2 separate regions of the Mus musculus genome follow, and region 1 is linked to region 2. A link is a contact called in public promoter capture Hi-C data. All regions are on one chromosome and are shown on one strand. Each heading gives the region's core, a stretch centred on a gene start, on an enhancer-like site or on the middle of the called end of the contact. The rest is flanking DNA. Distances are from core to core; before and after follow the strand shown. Region 1 holds the start of Irf2bp1 (interferon regulatory factor 2 binding protein 1). Region 2 holds the start of Epn1 (epsin 1).

Region 1 (6,984 bases), core at 2,292-4,791, about 14 Mb after region 2:
TCCAGCAGCCCAGAGTCCTGGGCCCGGCCCTCTTGCAATCCCCAAGAAGCCAAGGAGCGTGAGTCCACGTCCCCTGCAGCCATGCAGCCTGTCCAGCTGCCCCGCCTGGCCTTGTCTCCACCGCTCCCTGCCCCTCCACCACCACCCACGGCGCTGGCCCAAGTGGCACCCTCATCTCCTAGCCCAACTCCTCCTCGGCCCACCTCAGCCCCAGAACAGTCCCTGGACTTCCTGCGGGCTCAGCAGGAGACTGCCAATGCTATCAGGGAGCTGGCTGGCACCCTTCGGCAGGGACTGGCCAAACTGAGCGAGGCCCTCAGTGCCCTGTTACCCCTTTTGCCGGGAACCCCAGCTGACCCGCTGCCCCCGCCCCCACCGCCACCTCCGCCCCCACCTCCCAAACCAGTCCTGCCACCCTCTGCCCCCAAGGTGGAGCTCGCCCCAGAGCCTGTGTCTGTGGTAGCTGCTGTTGTGGATGGGGCTGTAGTGGCAGCGAGGGGAGTGATCATCTCCCCCAGGAGCGAGGAAGGGGTGCCCAAACCACTACCCCCAGCCCCACCACTTCCCCTCCACGACTCACCCCCACACAAAAGGAGGAAAGGTTTCCCTACACGAAAGAGGCGGGGCCGCTGGAAGTCTCCGTGAAATCTACCCTTGTCCAAGCTCCTGCCTGCAACCCCTCTCCCTGCTTGGCGCAGGCGCAGTCGAGGAGGAAGATGCTCTTTGCCTATCCCAGCTGCACCCTGGCTTCCTGCTCTAGGGGCGTGAGCACCCCACTTCCTGTGCTAGTTAGTGCCTGATTCTCTGGGCGAGTCCCCGGGTGGACTCCCTCAGCCCCTTTCTCTGGTACAGTGGTGTCCGCCTGACTGCCTCCTGTAACCCCAACTTCTAAGCCATCAATTTTATGTTACTATATTGCCCTTTGTGGGGTGGGAGGGGGACCTCCTGGCTCTGCGACATGCTCCTTTGCCTAATAGTTACTGTTCATGACTTAAAGAGAAGCAACGTGTGGGGACCTCCCTACTCCCCCAGCCCAGACTTCTTCGGAAGGGTTGGCAGTTGCTAGACAAATCAGAATATAGAAGGCAGAGGACTCCGAGGAGGAGGCAGAATTCTGACTGGGGGAGGTATAGGTTGGGTCCTTTGCCTCTCATTGCTGCGAGGTGTGTCTGACCTCCGGAGCTCAGCCCCTCCCTTCCTTTCTCCTCAGTGCTGACAAGATGTCAATAAACTTATTTTCATACAATTAACTTGAGGCTCTGAGACAGGCCTTGGGAGTCCAGCACTTAGGGACTGCTCCACCCCGCCCCAGAGGACATGCCTCCTGAACTTGAGGCAGGTGATTGCCCCTCTAAAAGCCTTAACTAACCCTGGTGCAGAAGCACACACTTGAAGGTTGCAACAAACAGAGTTTATCTAGGTCTGTTAAGAGCAGTTCAATAAAGTAATTGGGTAGTTAACTCAGGCAAGGACAGAGACGGGGCAGAACGAAAAATAGGCTTTTACAGCCTTAAAGAGCCTATCAAGGGATCATGGCTCATACTTGCCATTCCTGTACTAGGGAGGCTTGCTGTGAGTTCAAGGCTAACCTGTGCTTCAGAGACCTATCGTTAGAAAAAGGAAAAATAAATAAAGCCAGGCATGGTTAATGTATTTTTGAAATCTCAGCCCCCAGGAGGTTAAGGAAGGAGGACCCAGAGCTCAGGCCAGCCAGCCTGGACCACCTAGTGAGGCCCAGTTTCAAAATTAAAAATACAGGCTGGTAGTACATCTCAGCACTAGAGCACTTAGCATAAGGCCCTGGATTCCATCCCAGTACCACGTATAAGCAGGAGAAAGTAAATAAACAGTAGTACAGGAAACCTATGGTTGTGAACATAGTATCTCCCAGGAAACGATAAAAATAGGCAATTTGTTTAAGGGAGAAGTGTTAAAACAGTAATGCAGGTGGTAGTTAAATTGTAACGCTGAAATAGAAAGCCAGGGCTGCTGTGACTACTCTGGGGTGGGGGTGAGAAAACCACCAAGCCTCCACTAAGTGCAAACCTGGAAGAACGCAAAGAAGACACTGGGGGGGGGGGGGGGAATTGAGACCACCAGCGGGGATCCAGGCCAAGTGAGGGGAAAGGGCTGATGTGAGCTAGGTCCTGGAGACATATGTCGCTTCTCCTAGCTCCCCCCACCCCCCCAAAAAAGCTAAAAACATGGGGTGCCCACAGCCGATTGGGCCCACCAGGCCATTAAGCACTTGGAGGTTTGGGGTTGCCCTTCCCAGCAATCTCCTCTTGGCTTCCTCATTCCAAATATAAGAGTAATAAGAGCCCCCTAACCTGGGGGGTGGGGGTGGAGGGAGAGGGCGAAATTCCCTGCTAGCAAGGGGGGGGGGCAAGAATCGGGAAGGCCTTCCCCCCCCAAGCTTCCAAGCAGAGGAAGTACGTCAGTGCGTCCATCTCGCAGAGCATTTTGGGAATTGTAGTGAAATTGGAGGTGTACCGAGAAGCCAACTCTGTAACCCTTTAGAGACCAAATACGTGCACAGCTGGAGCAGAATTGGCAGGCTCAGAGAACGTTCTTTAGCAGATGAGGAAACTAAGGCAGCCGCCTGGCTCGGAAGCCTACAGTCTTATCATCCTGTAGCCTCTGGGCCGCCCTTGAGGCTAGTACCTAAGACACTGGGAAGGACAAACTGCCAAGTAGACACTACTCTCCAAGAGTTGCCTGAAACCATCCCCTTGAAACCGTCCAATCAGAGCCTCTCCGCCCCAATTCCCCCAAAGCTGCTGCCTTTCTAACCGGTTATTGGCCCTTCTTGAAGGGGCGGGATTCTAAGAGAGGGCAAGACTCTTCTAGAACTGCTCAGCAAATCAGAGCAGAAACTGCTTTCCGGCTTCTGGGTATGGTGTCGGGACTGTAAACCCACAAGGAGGCTGAAGCAGGGAGATTGCAGCAAGTTTGAGGCCAGCCTAGACTACATAGGCTAGCCTTCTAGGCCAACCTGAGCTAAAGAATAAATCTAAGTCTTAAGAAAGAAAGAGGGGGGGCTGGTGAGATGGCTCAGTGGGTAAGAGCACCCGACTGCTCTTCCGAAGGTCAGGAGTTCAAATCCCAGCAACCACATGGTGGCTCACAACCATCCGTAACGAGATCTGACTCCCTCTTCTGGAGTGTCTGAGGACAGCTGCAGTGTACTTACATATAATAAATAAATAAATAAATAAATCTAAAAAAAAAAAAAAAAGATTGTTTAAAAAAAAAAAAAAGAAAGAAAGAGGGGGCGGGGAAAGGGGGGAAATTGCATCCACAGCAACTTGGCCACCCGAGCATTTATGAAACCATTACCCACTCCATGGACCCTGTGTGCGAACCCCAGCTTCCTGGCGAGGCACAGTGAAAATTAAGCACCCAGACCAGCGCGCGCCCTCTTTTCCCGCCACTGCTTTCTACCCAGTCCCCTTTAAGAAGCAGCCCCGACGGGACTACATTTCCCAGAAGGCTTTGCCCGCGCGTTATGTAACTTTCCCTGCGAAGCGGCCTCTGGGGCAGAAGAAGGAGGTGGAGGCGACGGCGGCCGTTGCAGCGGCGTCGGCGGCGCGAGCGGAGCGGCGGGAGCCTGGGGCGGCGGCGCCCGAGGCCCATCGAGGAGCTGGAGCTGTGCATCGCGGCTCACGGCGCGGACCGGACGGGGGCGCCGACGTGCGTGCTCGTGGCTTGCCTTTTCCACCGGAGGCGGGAGTGAGAGAGAGAGGAAAAAAAAGGCTGAGGGCCCAGGGGGCGGGGAAGGGGGGCCGGGCCTGAATCCGGCGGGGAGGCCGAGCCCGAGGCCGGATTGAGCGGCTCGCGCGCCCGTCCCGGGGCACGGCGGAGCGAACGTGGGCGGCGGGTGCACAGCAGGGGCACCTGGCGGCGTTCCGGGGGGCGCCATGGCGTCCGTGCAAGCGTCCCGCCGCCAGTGGTGCTACCTGTGCGACCTGCCCAAGATGCCGTGGGCCATGGTGTGGGACTTCAGCGAGGCTGTGTGCCGCGGGTGCGTGAATTTCGAGGGCGCGGACCGCATCGAGCTGCTCATCGACGCCGCCCGCCAGCTCAAGCGCAGCCACGTGCTCCCCGAGGGCCGCTCGCCCGGACCCCCGGCTCTCAAGCACCCGACTTCCAAGGACCTAGCCTCCACGGGCTCCCAGGGCTCCCAGTTGCCACCCCCGCAGGCCCAGGCGCAGCCATCGGGGACCGGCGGTAGCGTCTCAGGCCCGGACCGCTATGACAGGGCTACTTCATCCAGCCGCCTGGCGCTGCCTTCGCCGGCTTTGGAGTACACCCTGGGGTCCCGCTTGGCCAACGGGCTGGGCCGCGAGGAGGCCGTGGCGGAAGGGGCACGCAGGGCTTTGCTTGGCTCCATCCCCAGCTTGATGCCCCCCGGGCTGCTGGCAGCTGCAGTGTCTGGCCTTGGAGGCCGAGCTCTGACGCTGGCACCTGGCTTAAGCCCCGCTCGTCCACTTTTCGGCTCCGATTTCGAGAAGGAGAAGCAGCAGAGGAATGCGGACTGCTTGGCAGAACTGAACGAGGCCATGCGGGGCCGGGCGGAGGAGTGGCATGGGCGTCCCAAGGCTGTAAGGGAACAGCTACTGGCTCTGTCCGCCTGTGCCCCTTTCAATGTTCGATTCAAGAAGGACCACGGGCTGGTGGGACGGGTGTTCGCCTTTGATGCCACTGCCCGCCCTCCGGGCTATGAGTTCGAGCTGAAGCTCTTCACCGAATACCCCTGTGGTTCTGGCAATGTTTACGCGGGGGTCCTTGCAGTGGCTCGCCAGATGTTTCATGATGCTCTTCGAGAGCCAGGGAAGGCCCTGGCCTCATCGGGCTTCAAGTACCTCGAGTATGAACGGCGCCATGGTTCAGGGGAATGGCGCCAGTTAGGAGAGCTGCTTACGGATGGGGTCCGCAGCTTCCGAGAGCCTGCTCCTGCGGAGGCCCTGCCCCAGCAGTACCCAGAACCGGCCCCTGCTGCTCTGTGTGGCCCACCTCCAAGAGCCCCATCCCGAAACCTGGCGCCCACTCCACGCCGTCGCAAAGCATCCCCTGAGCCCGAGGGCGAGACAGCTGGGAAGATGACCACGGAGGAGCAGCAACAGCGGCACTGGGTGGCGCCAGGCGGTCCATACTCTTCAGAGACCCCTGGTGTGCCCTCACCTATTGCTGCCCTCAAGAATGTGGCCGAGGCTCTGGGCCACTCACCCAAGGACCCTGGTGGGGGTGGAGGCTCTGTCCGCGCAGGGGGTGCTAGCCCCGCGGCTTCCTCCACAACCCAACCACCGGCCCAGCATCGTTTGGTGGCACGCAATGGAGAGGCAGAAGTCAGCCCCACTGCCGGGGCTGAAGCTGTCAGCGGGGGTGGTAGCGGCACAGGGGCGACCCCTGGAGCCCCCTTGTGCTGTACCCTGTGCAGAGAAAGGCTGGAAGACACCCACTTCGTGCAGTGTCCCTCGGTACCCGGACACAAGTTCTGCTTTCCTTGCTCCCGAGAGTTTATCAAGGCACAGGGCCCAGCCGGAGAGGTGTACTGCCCCAGTGGAGACAAATGTCCACTGGTGGGTTCCTCTGTCCCCTGGGCCTTCATGCAGGGCGAGATCGCTACTATTCTTGCTGGTGACATCAAGGTCAAGAAAGAAAGAGACCCCTAGGCTGCCACTGCCAGGCTTCTTTCCCCTCCCCCTTAACCATCACCGCATCTGCGGATAAATTATTCCCTACCGCACCCAACCCTGTACCACCCTAACCTATGTATATACCCTTTCCTCTGCCCAGATGGGTCCCCTGGGGTAGATACATTGTGGGTGGGGGGAGAGAGCTTGTGGCTCCTGTCAGAGAGGGTGTTTGGGGTTCCTGGGCCCCTCCTTTCTTTTTCCTTTCTTGGCTTGGCTTTCCTGCTGTTGGTAGTTGGGTGAGAGGTACCCCGCGTGTCCTTGAGAAGGGACCTCCTGAGAACTCGCTCTTTATAAACGAAGCAAAAGCATTTTATTGTTCCCCCTCTCCCACCCTTTTCCTCCTTCAATAAACTGAGAGATGGGTTGTTCTTTTTCCCCCTTCTTGTTCCCTTTAGTTTTTATGAGATGCTGCGCCCCCTTCGGGATTGGACTTGTCCTGCGCGCAAGAGGACTTCTGCGTTGTGACCACTAGGTGGTGCCTTTTGTCCAGTGGGCTGCTGTTTGTAGTAGTGTACATTTGCTGTGCTCTAATTAAAGGTGTAGTCGAGGCCGGTTTTGCAGACGATGGTACTGAGATTCTGACAGGGCTTGGCTCCTGCACGGCGATCACAAACTTGAGAGTAGGTTTGCACTACAGCTGGCCCTCTGAATGCAGAGACATCAGAGGAGGGAAAAGAAGTAGGAAGTGTTCTAGAGGTAGTTTACTTGGAGATATTTCTAGGGGCACTGTCCATGGAAAGAGTGAGTTGAACCTTCCTGGGTAAATGTATATGGGAGCAGGATGGTACCTTCTTGCTTCATATAGTGCCCAAGAGATGGACACACCTGAGAAACCTGAACTGGGCTCACGCCCTTCATCTGGGGACAGTGGCTATCACCCTAAAACACTTAGGAGCTAAGTAAAAGGCTCCCGCCCACCGCGGCTGCTTCTGATGTGTGTGCGGCCTTGTCCCGCACCTGTCCTGGGTGACTGATCATTAACCAGGATTTCCTGCCCGCTGGCGTCATGGGGGTGGGGTCTGGGGCCTAGGCAGACTATGGCAAAACAGGGGTTAAAAGGAGGGGGTGGCCCCAGCAGTCACATCCTGGCCCCCACTTGAGACCCTGACATGGAGATTCCGGGAAGGGATACAATGGTAAGCCAACGAGACAGTGTCCAGTGAGAACCAGCGACCCAAGGGTGTCCCTGATCTCCTCTCCAGGTGTCTCCTCACTGCCTTGTGCCCCTCATTCACCTGAAGACAGACATGGCCCCAGCTCTCTGCAGGATCTTGAGTAATGTTTC
Region 2 (7,224 bases), core at 2,896-5,395:
AGGGTTTCTCTGTGTAGCCCTGGCTGTCCTGGAACTCATTGTGTAGTCCAGGCCGGTCTTGAACTCAGAAATCCGCCTGCCTCTGCCTCCCAAGTGCTGGGATTAAAGGAGTGCACCACCACACCCAGCTTAGCTTTGCCTTTTTTGTTGGTAAGATGTTACTACATATAGTTTTCTTACTATCTACGTGCCTTGAAGCTGCATCTGTGTTCTTCTTTCACTGGCTTCTGAACCTCTTTTTAGAGTGTGGTACAAAGGTGACAACCACACACAGCTAGGCATCACATGTTTGTAGTCTAGATTTCAGAGGCTCCTGAGTTACCACCTCTACACTATGGTAGGTTTAGATAAGCTTTGCATGTCCACCTTGGAAGGTGCTGCTGAGGGGTTGCTGGTGTTCTTATTCTGCCATTAGAAGATTTGGCTGTGAATAGAGCTCTTACCCACAAACAGCGGGGGACACTTTGCTAGGGTGCTGTGTTGGGCAGTAGCAGGAAAGGGTGGGTATCAGAGTTGCTACATGCCTTTATTTTTCTTTCTGGTACTAAAGATAGAATTCATGGCCTTATTGTAGCTAACTAAGCAAGTGCTTTATCCCTGAGCCACTTCCATAGACCCAAGTTCTGGTTTTAGATAGGTGCCTGTCCTAGGCAGATGGACAGAAGCAGAGACTTTAGGTAGGATTGCTGTGTGTGTGGTTGGGGTTAGGGTATATTCAATGTAGGGACTTGCTTTTGCCCCTGTAGAGCTAATTGCTACATTGCAGGAGTATGAATGAGATGAGGCCAGGATGTTCAGCCATTGGTTTTTAGGAACTCTTGTTATGGCTGAAAGGACCATGAGCAGGATTTGAGAGAAGAGGCCAATTTTGCAAGAGGATTATGGAGGTCCTTATGAACTTGAGGAAGAAGCCTAGGGTTTTCTTGTAGAGGAGTGGAGCTTCACAGATAGAAGGAAGCTGATGTAATGCTAGCTCTTTGATAATGTATGGAGAGTGCCGAGTCATGAGTCAGGTGATCCATGGGGTTGCCTGTATTAGTATAAGAGAAAGATGGTGGCCTGCTTTAAAGTATGTCTTGTGCTGGGAGATAAAACTGTTTAGTCAAGGTGATATTATCTAGTGAAAACATACAGGTTGTATGCCCCATAAAACTTGAAGTGGCGAAATTGCCCAGTGACATTCAGAATATCTCTGTGTCCATAGTGATGTGGTGACTATAATGGGCAATGAGAAATGGATGAGTTTGTGGAGATGGGAGTGACAGGTGAGGTGGAGCCATTTTTAGGCCTACTGCCTCTGAGGTTACTTAGATATCCTAATAGAGTCAGCTAGGAAGCAGTTAGCTGGGTAGATGGGAACTCCCAAGTGGGTGAGGATTGATAGAAACTCAGACATGGGGAGGCTGGGCAGGTTTCAAATGAATCTTGGGAATGCAGCAGAGGTCTGGTGCAGTAGTCAAAAGGAAGAAGACTATCTGACTAAAAAAGCCTCTTGACTGCTTCTTTGCCTGTATTTGATATGCCACTCTTTCTGATTCAGGCTGGCACCTTAATGGAAGCCTGCCTTAAATGGGGATTGAGTAAATAAATACAGGATCTCTGAATGCACAGACTGGCCTCTTGAGCGGCTAACTCTTTGTCGGGGGGAGAGAGTGTATTGATTTTCATTTGAGATGGGGTTTTACTATGGTGCCTCAGCTTGGCTAGCTTTGAACTAGTGTCACTTAGCTACCATATTAACCTTTGTTCTATTCTTAAACTTCTAAAAGTATATGAGATTGATGCTGATGCTTAGTGTATATTATCCAGCTTTAAGTTATCAATATTGGGGGGGGGGGTTGTTTCTGCTTTGAGATGGGGTTTTACTGCATAGTCCCTACTGATCTTGGGCTAGTGATCTTGCCTCAGCCTCCCTGCTGGGATTGCAGATGTGTATCCTCACACCTGGATTATGCAGTGAGTACTTAAAGCTTAAAGAGTACTTAAAGCTTAAAGAGTAGGTGCTAGCTACACTTCTGTGTTAACAGACAGTGCTTATTATCTCTGTCCCCAGAACCAGCGGGCTAAACCCATAACCTTGGTTTTTTTAAAGAATGCTATTATAGTAAAACAGTCTTCATTTAATTCCTTGGTGTCTAGTCTACCTAAGTTCTGTTTAAATGTTACTATCTCTAAAATGTCTTGTTTCAGTAAGGTCCAAATCCTGATTTTGGTTGCAGTTTCTTTTTAACAGATTTTTTAAAAAGATTTATTTAATGTATGTGAGTACACTGTCGCTGCCAGACCCACCTGAAAACGTCATCGGATCCCATTAGAGATGGTTGTGAGCCACTGTGTGGTTGCTGTGAATTGAACTCAGAACCGCTGGAAGAGCAGTCAGTGCTCTTAACTGTTGAGCCCTCTCTCTCCAGCCCCTTTTAACTCACTTGTTTTTGTTTTTGTGCAAGCATAGGACAGTGTTTTGGGAAGGAGTCGGGTTGAATGCAGGATGCCGGAATTGTAGGGCCATTTTGCTGGCCCCATAAAGTTTCTATCACTTTTATCTCATATTCTCTCCACTCTCTTCTGAAGTCAACTGGTTTGTTAAAGTAGTGCGGTAGTCATGCAGTTCCCATGTTAGGGGACCTTCATTGTAATCATTTCCTTTAAGGTGATTGAGTGGTTCAAGCAGGCTTGTCAACATGGATAGATGAACCTGTTTTAATTCAGGTTGGGCTTGAGTCCTAATTTCTGAGCTTTCCTTACCTTGTCTGTGGGGAGAACATGACAGTTGTGGCTTGGGGAACACTGTAGGGTGCATGATGCAGAAGTGACCCCTTCTCTCCTCTGGGGTCTTGCCTCTGGCCACTGCCCCGTGTACTTAAGTGACTCAGGCCTGCCTGGTTTTCTTCATTTCTGTGATGTCTCGCTTCTGTGCCTTGTTCTTGGGTACTGGAGAACGTTTGGGTAAACACCCTCATACTGAACTGAAGTCCTCTGTGCAGTGTGGTGAGGTGTTCTCTCATTTCCTGTGCTGATTCTGTACTTTAAATGAATGCTGAGTAGATGCTAGGAGCCAACCTTGTTCACAGATATGCCTCTTGTTCCTACAGATCTTCGTGGAGTTCACCTCTGTGTTTGACTGCCAGAAAGCCATGCAGGGTCTAACCGGTCGCAAGTTCGCCAACAGAGTGGTGGTCACAAAATACTGTGACCCTGATTCTTACCACCGTCGGGACTTCTGGTAGAGGTGGCTGGGGGAGGGTGGGGGCAGGGCTGGCTGGGGACTTTCCCCCCACCTGTCCCCTCCTCCTTTCCCCCCTCTTGAAGAAGATGGGCAGAGGAGTGACAGCCGAATGACAGCCGGCAGCAACTGGAATGGCAGCAATTAAGGGGGGTGGGGGGTGGGGGGCTAGGGCAGGAAGGGGACTGGGCAAGTGCACACAGGCCCACACAGACACATGCACCCACACAGACACAGAGGGAACGGGCTGGGATGGGGACTGTGTGCACAGCAGGGCGGGTAGGACCTCCACAGCCCCTTCCCAAACAGCCTCTTATCCCTTACACCCCTTTCCTCCTCTCTTCCCCCATGGTAGGAACATAGCGTGTTTATATTTTATGGCCAAACTATTTTGAATTTTGTTGTCTGGCCCTCAGTGCCCTGCCCTCTCCCTTTGCAGGACCACAGCTCCCGTCCTTTGGCTTCTGGTCCTTCCTGTTCTCCACCCTGGTTTCTTAAGTAGTTGGTTCTTCTCCTTAGTCTTCCTGACTCAACCCGTGGTCTCTGTCCCGCTCCCCCTCTCTGTGGCAGTTTCATATTTGCTAATACGAATTTGCTCATTAAACATTTTGTTGTATTTTACTTTATGGATCCTCATCTGTGTCCAGTGTGTCCGCCCGTCTCTTTCGGCCGAGGGTGTGGAGGGTGGCACCCAGGGAAGGAGGCAGGCCTGAGGGTCCCGCGAGGGTAGCCACAGTGGAGGCTTCAAGGCTTGGACCTTTACGCGTCTCCACTGCTGCGTAGATGCGGAAGTGACGCAAGGGCATAAGGACGCGCAGTCCCGTGCGCCGGAAATGGTGCCGGGGTGGGTTTGGTCGCGGAAGTGGAGGCTGCCGGGCGAAGTGCAGAGGGCGGGGCACGTGAGTTCATTTCCGCTTCCGGTCCGCTGCCACCTTCGGTTGCTTCCCGTCCGCTCGGCGGCTCCCCTCCCCCGCCCGGCTCTCTGCGCCCCTCCCGGGCGCCGGGGCGGCGGGGCCGTCGCTGTGCGGCCCTCCGTGCGTCTGTGCGTGCGCACGTGCGCACTTCTGCTTCCCGCAGCTCGGCGCGCGCCCCGCGACACCGAGGCCGAGCGGGGGCAGGGGGCTGACCGTCATGACCCCTGGAAGCCCGGTATAAGCGGGCCGAGGTGAGCGAGGGGCGCAATGCTGGCCTCCGTCGCGGCAAGTCCGGTGTTCCGGCCTGGGCCGTGGCGCGCGCGGGTCCAGCCAGCCTCGGAGCCGGTGTTCCAGCCGCTGATGGCTTGTGGCTGCTTTTGTACCGCTGTGCCCGGGTCGGGTTTGCCTGCCGGTGTGTGTCTTTTTTTGGGATTGTCAGTGTCCCCGTCTCGCGTGGCCCTGCTGTCTGTGTTGCTCTGCTTCTGTGTTTCTGTGTTTGTACAAAAGGGCTTGGAGATCCGAGTGCTGTTTGTGTCTTGGATTGCTCCGTGTTCCTGTCAGGATGCATGCAATGCTTGTATTTTCTGGGTTTCTGTGTCTTCATTTCCCCAGACTGGTCTCCCTCTTGGTGCATTATTTCTCTCCGGGTCATTGCTGTCGTCCCCAGGCCCAAAATTCCTTTCTAGGAACCCACTGCTTTTGCTTAGGATGTGCTTCCCAGGTTTCTGAGTCTCTGGTGTTCTGACAAGAGCTCTGGCTGTGGATTCCAAAGCCCCCGCTGCTTGCCTTGGTCTTCAGTTTTCCTAGTCTTCTAAACGGAAGCATTCATAATTCCTGCACCACAGGGTCTCTGCGCATTGGAGTGGTCCTGGTAAAGTGCCTTACAGTGTCTGGCCTGGAGTTAAGCATGTGATTATTAGTAGCTCTAGTTACTAGAGATTTTGTCTCGCTTAGTATTTGATACCAGGTTTTTGAGTCCCCCTTGGGGACTCACTATATTGTTTGTACTGTTTAATAAGAAATTCTAAATTAACTGTGGAAAATGGCCCCATTTTCAGCAGCATTTGTGAGATTTAGTATGTTTTTTTTGAACATGCTTGAAGTAGGTAGTTGGTGTTAGGATAGTGCGTCTTTAGATGCCACCCTTTTGGAAATGTTTTTTCTGATAATAATAGCAGCCAGGAGTACCGAGCGCCTACTATCTGTGGGGCACAGAACCAAGTTCTTTATGTACCCGTCTTATTTAATCAGCAAGCTTGCCGGGCAGCACCCCTCCCTTTGTTACACAGTTAGGTGAACTGAGTCACAGGGTTGTTTTGCTGGTTGCTTATGTGGCCGGGATTTGAGTGCAAATTTTGTGTTCTTTTAAGTTATATCTCTTCCCACCCCCCCCCAGCCCTGGGTGTCATGTGTGTGTTTTGTTTCAGGGTCCCTGTCTTTCTGTCCTCCCTGTCCTCCTGCCTCGCTGTATTGCTTTCTTTTTGCCCGAGTTTTGGTGTGTCTCTTCTCTTCTCTTCTCTTCTCTTCTCTTCTCTTCTCTTCTCTTCTCTTCTCTCTCTCCCCCCCTCCCTCTTTCTCTCCCTTTCTCCCTCCCTTTCTCTCCCCTCCCCCAGTCTCCTTATGTTTGTCATATGTTTGTCTTCTGGTGTCTGTCCAGGCCTGACTTGGGACCCAGCTGCTTTTTTTTTTTTTTTTTCTTTGCCTAGTTATGCCTGTTTGCAGGTGCTCCATTTTCTGGCCTGAATTCAAGGTAAAGAGCAGCCTTTCCTATTCTCCTATGTCTTCCTTCAGGTTGGATCATGGTAGGGCTCAGTAAATCTCCCTCCATGGCTTGTTGGAGAGGCACAGACTGGTGATCGGAGTCTACTCTGGACCCAGGCTGCTCCAGTTGTGAGGTGTGTGTCCCTGGGCAAGGTGCTAATGTGCCCTTGTTCCCTCCTGTGTAAAGTGGCTGTGAGTCATGGATTTGTAAGGATTGAGTTGATAGCGCAAAGGACTTAATGGGTGCCTAGAAGGATGTAAAGGTTGTGGAAGTGCTTGTTAATATTCCCCTCATTTGCTTGATTTCTGCCCTTGATGCTTTCTGACAGCTGGTCACAGCACAGGTTAGTTTATTTAGGTTAATTTAAAAGCATGAGTTTAATGGCACACACCTTTAACTCCGTACTTGGGAGGGGAGGGACACATGGATTTAGCTCTTCAAGTTCCAGGACAGTCAAGGCCATGTAGAGAGATGTTGTGTCACCCCCTCCCCCCAACCCACAAAAAAATGAGTTTATACAGGTAATATGGGTTTGATTGTTGAGTCTGCTTTTGCATTTATGATATGACCTTGACCAAGTTATTAAACTTCCATGAGGCCATTGTCTACATTCATTGTTAGATGATATGTGCCTCGTGGCACAGTTGGTATCCATTAGTGGGGACTCCTACATTTCTTATCTCTCTGCTCCCTTGAGCTTCCCTCCCTACCCTCTGGACACCTAGTCCCCTGGGCACCCCCACTCCCCAGTCTCCCACTGCCTCAGGCTATCTCCTCTGTCTCCCTACCATTTTTTTAAATCCCATCATTGGCCTCTTTTGCCATGACTCCTGTCCCAGGGTTGTTTGCTTCTCTCTTTCTTTCTTTCTTTCTTTCTTCCTTCCTTCCTTCCTTCCTTCCTTCCTTCCTTCCTTCCTTCCTTCCTTCCTTTCTTTCTTTCTTTCTTTCTTTCTTTCTTTCTTTCTTTCTTTCTTTCTTTCTTTCTTTCTTTCTTTCTCAATTTCCTTCCTGCACTGTTGATTGAATGGTTTTTCCCAGCCAGCTTCTTTGTAGAGAAAACCAAACAAATATCCTTTCTATCACTGTGGGTCTTAGGTCAACCATAGTTTCCGAATCAGACAAACAGCTTTAAAAATCACAAGAATCCACTCACAGCAACCCCTCTGGGAACAGTGACAATGACATTTGAGTTCGTGTAAGCAGCACCCTGGGGATGTGTGGCAAATCTGGTGAGGAAGGAGGAAGAGTTTGTTAGCAGGACGGGACGGGGTGCCCCCTGAGAGCTGGCTGGCTTCTACTGCAACCTGTGTAGTAGACCCTTATCA

The links. Promoter capture Hi-C pulls out the DNA fragments that hold promoters and counts their contacts.
Region 1: a promoter capture Hi-C map of liver shows a contact between it and region 2, with 4 times the contacts expected there. The contact joins the promoter of Irf2bp1 here to the promoter of Epn1 in region 2. A contact is called at or near these places in 3 of 39 promoter capture datasets (frontonasal cranial neural crest, liver and pre-B cells) and 1 of 484 Hi-C or Micro-C datasets (B cells).

Annotation. Positions count from the first base shown.
Region 1 is chr7:19,000,517-19,007,500 of GRCm38.p6, forward strand. It overlaps Irf2bp1 (interferon regulatory factor 2 binding protein 1), which reads left to right and starts at 3,542. Exons shown (of 1, transcript NM_178757.4): 1 at 3,542-6,247. The coding sequence starts at 3,921. The coding sequence ends at 5,675. Mypop (Myb-related transcription factor, partner of profilin) reads left to right here. Exons shown (of 3, transcript NM_145579.3): 3 at 1-1,250. The coding sequence ends at 645.
Region 2 is chr7:5,076,090-5,083,313 of GRCm38.p6, forward strand. It overlaps Epn1 (epsin 1), which reads left to right and starts at 4,146. Exons shown (of 12, transcript NM_010147.4): 1 at 4,146-4,388; 2 at 5,929-6,032. It overlaps U2af2 (U2 small nuclear ribonucleoprotein auxiliary factor (U2AF) 2), which reads left to right. Exons shown (of 12, transcript NM_133671.3): 12 at 3,093-3,856. The coding sequence ends at 3,227.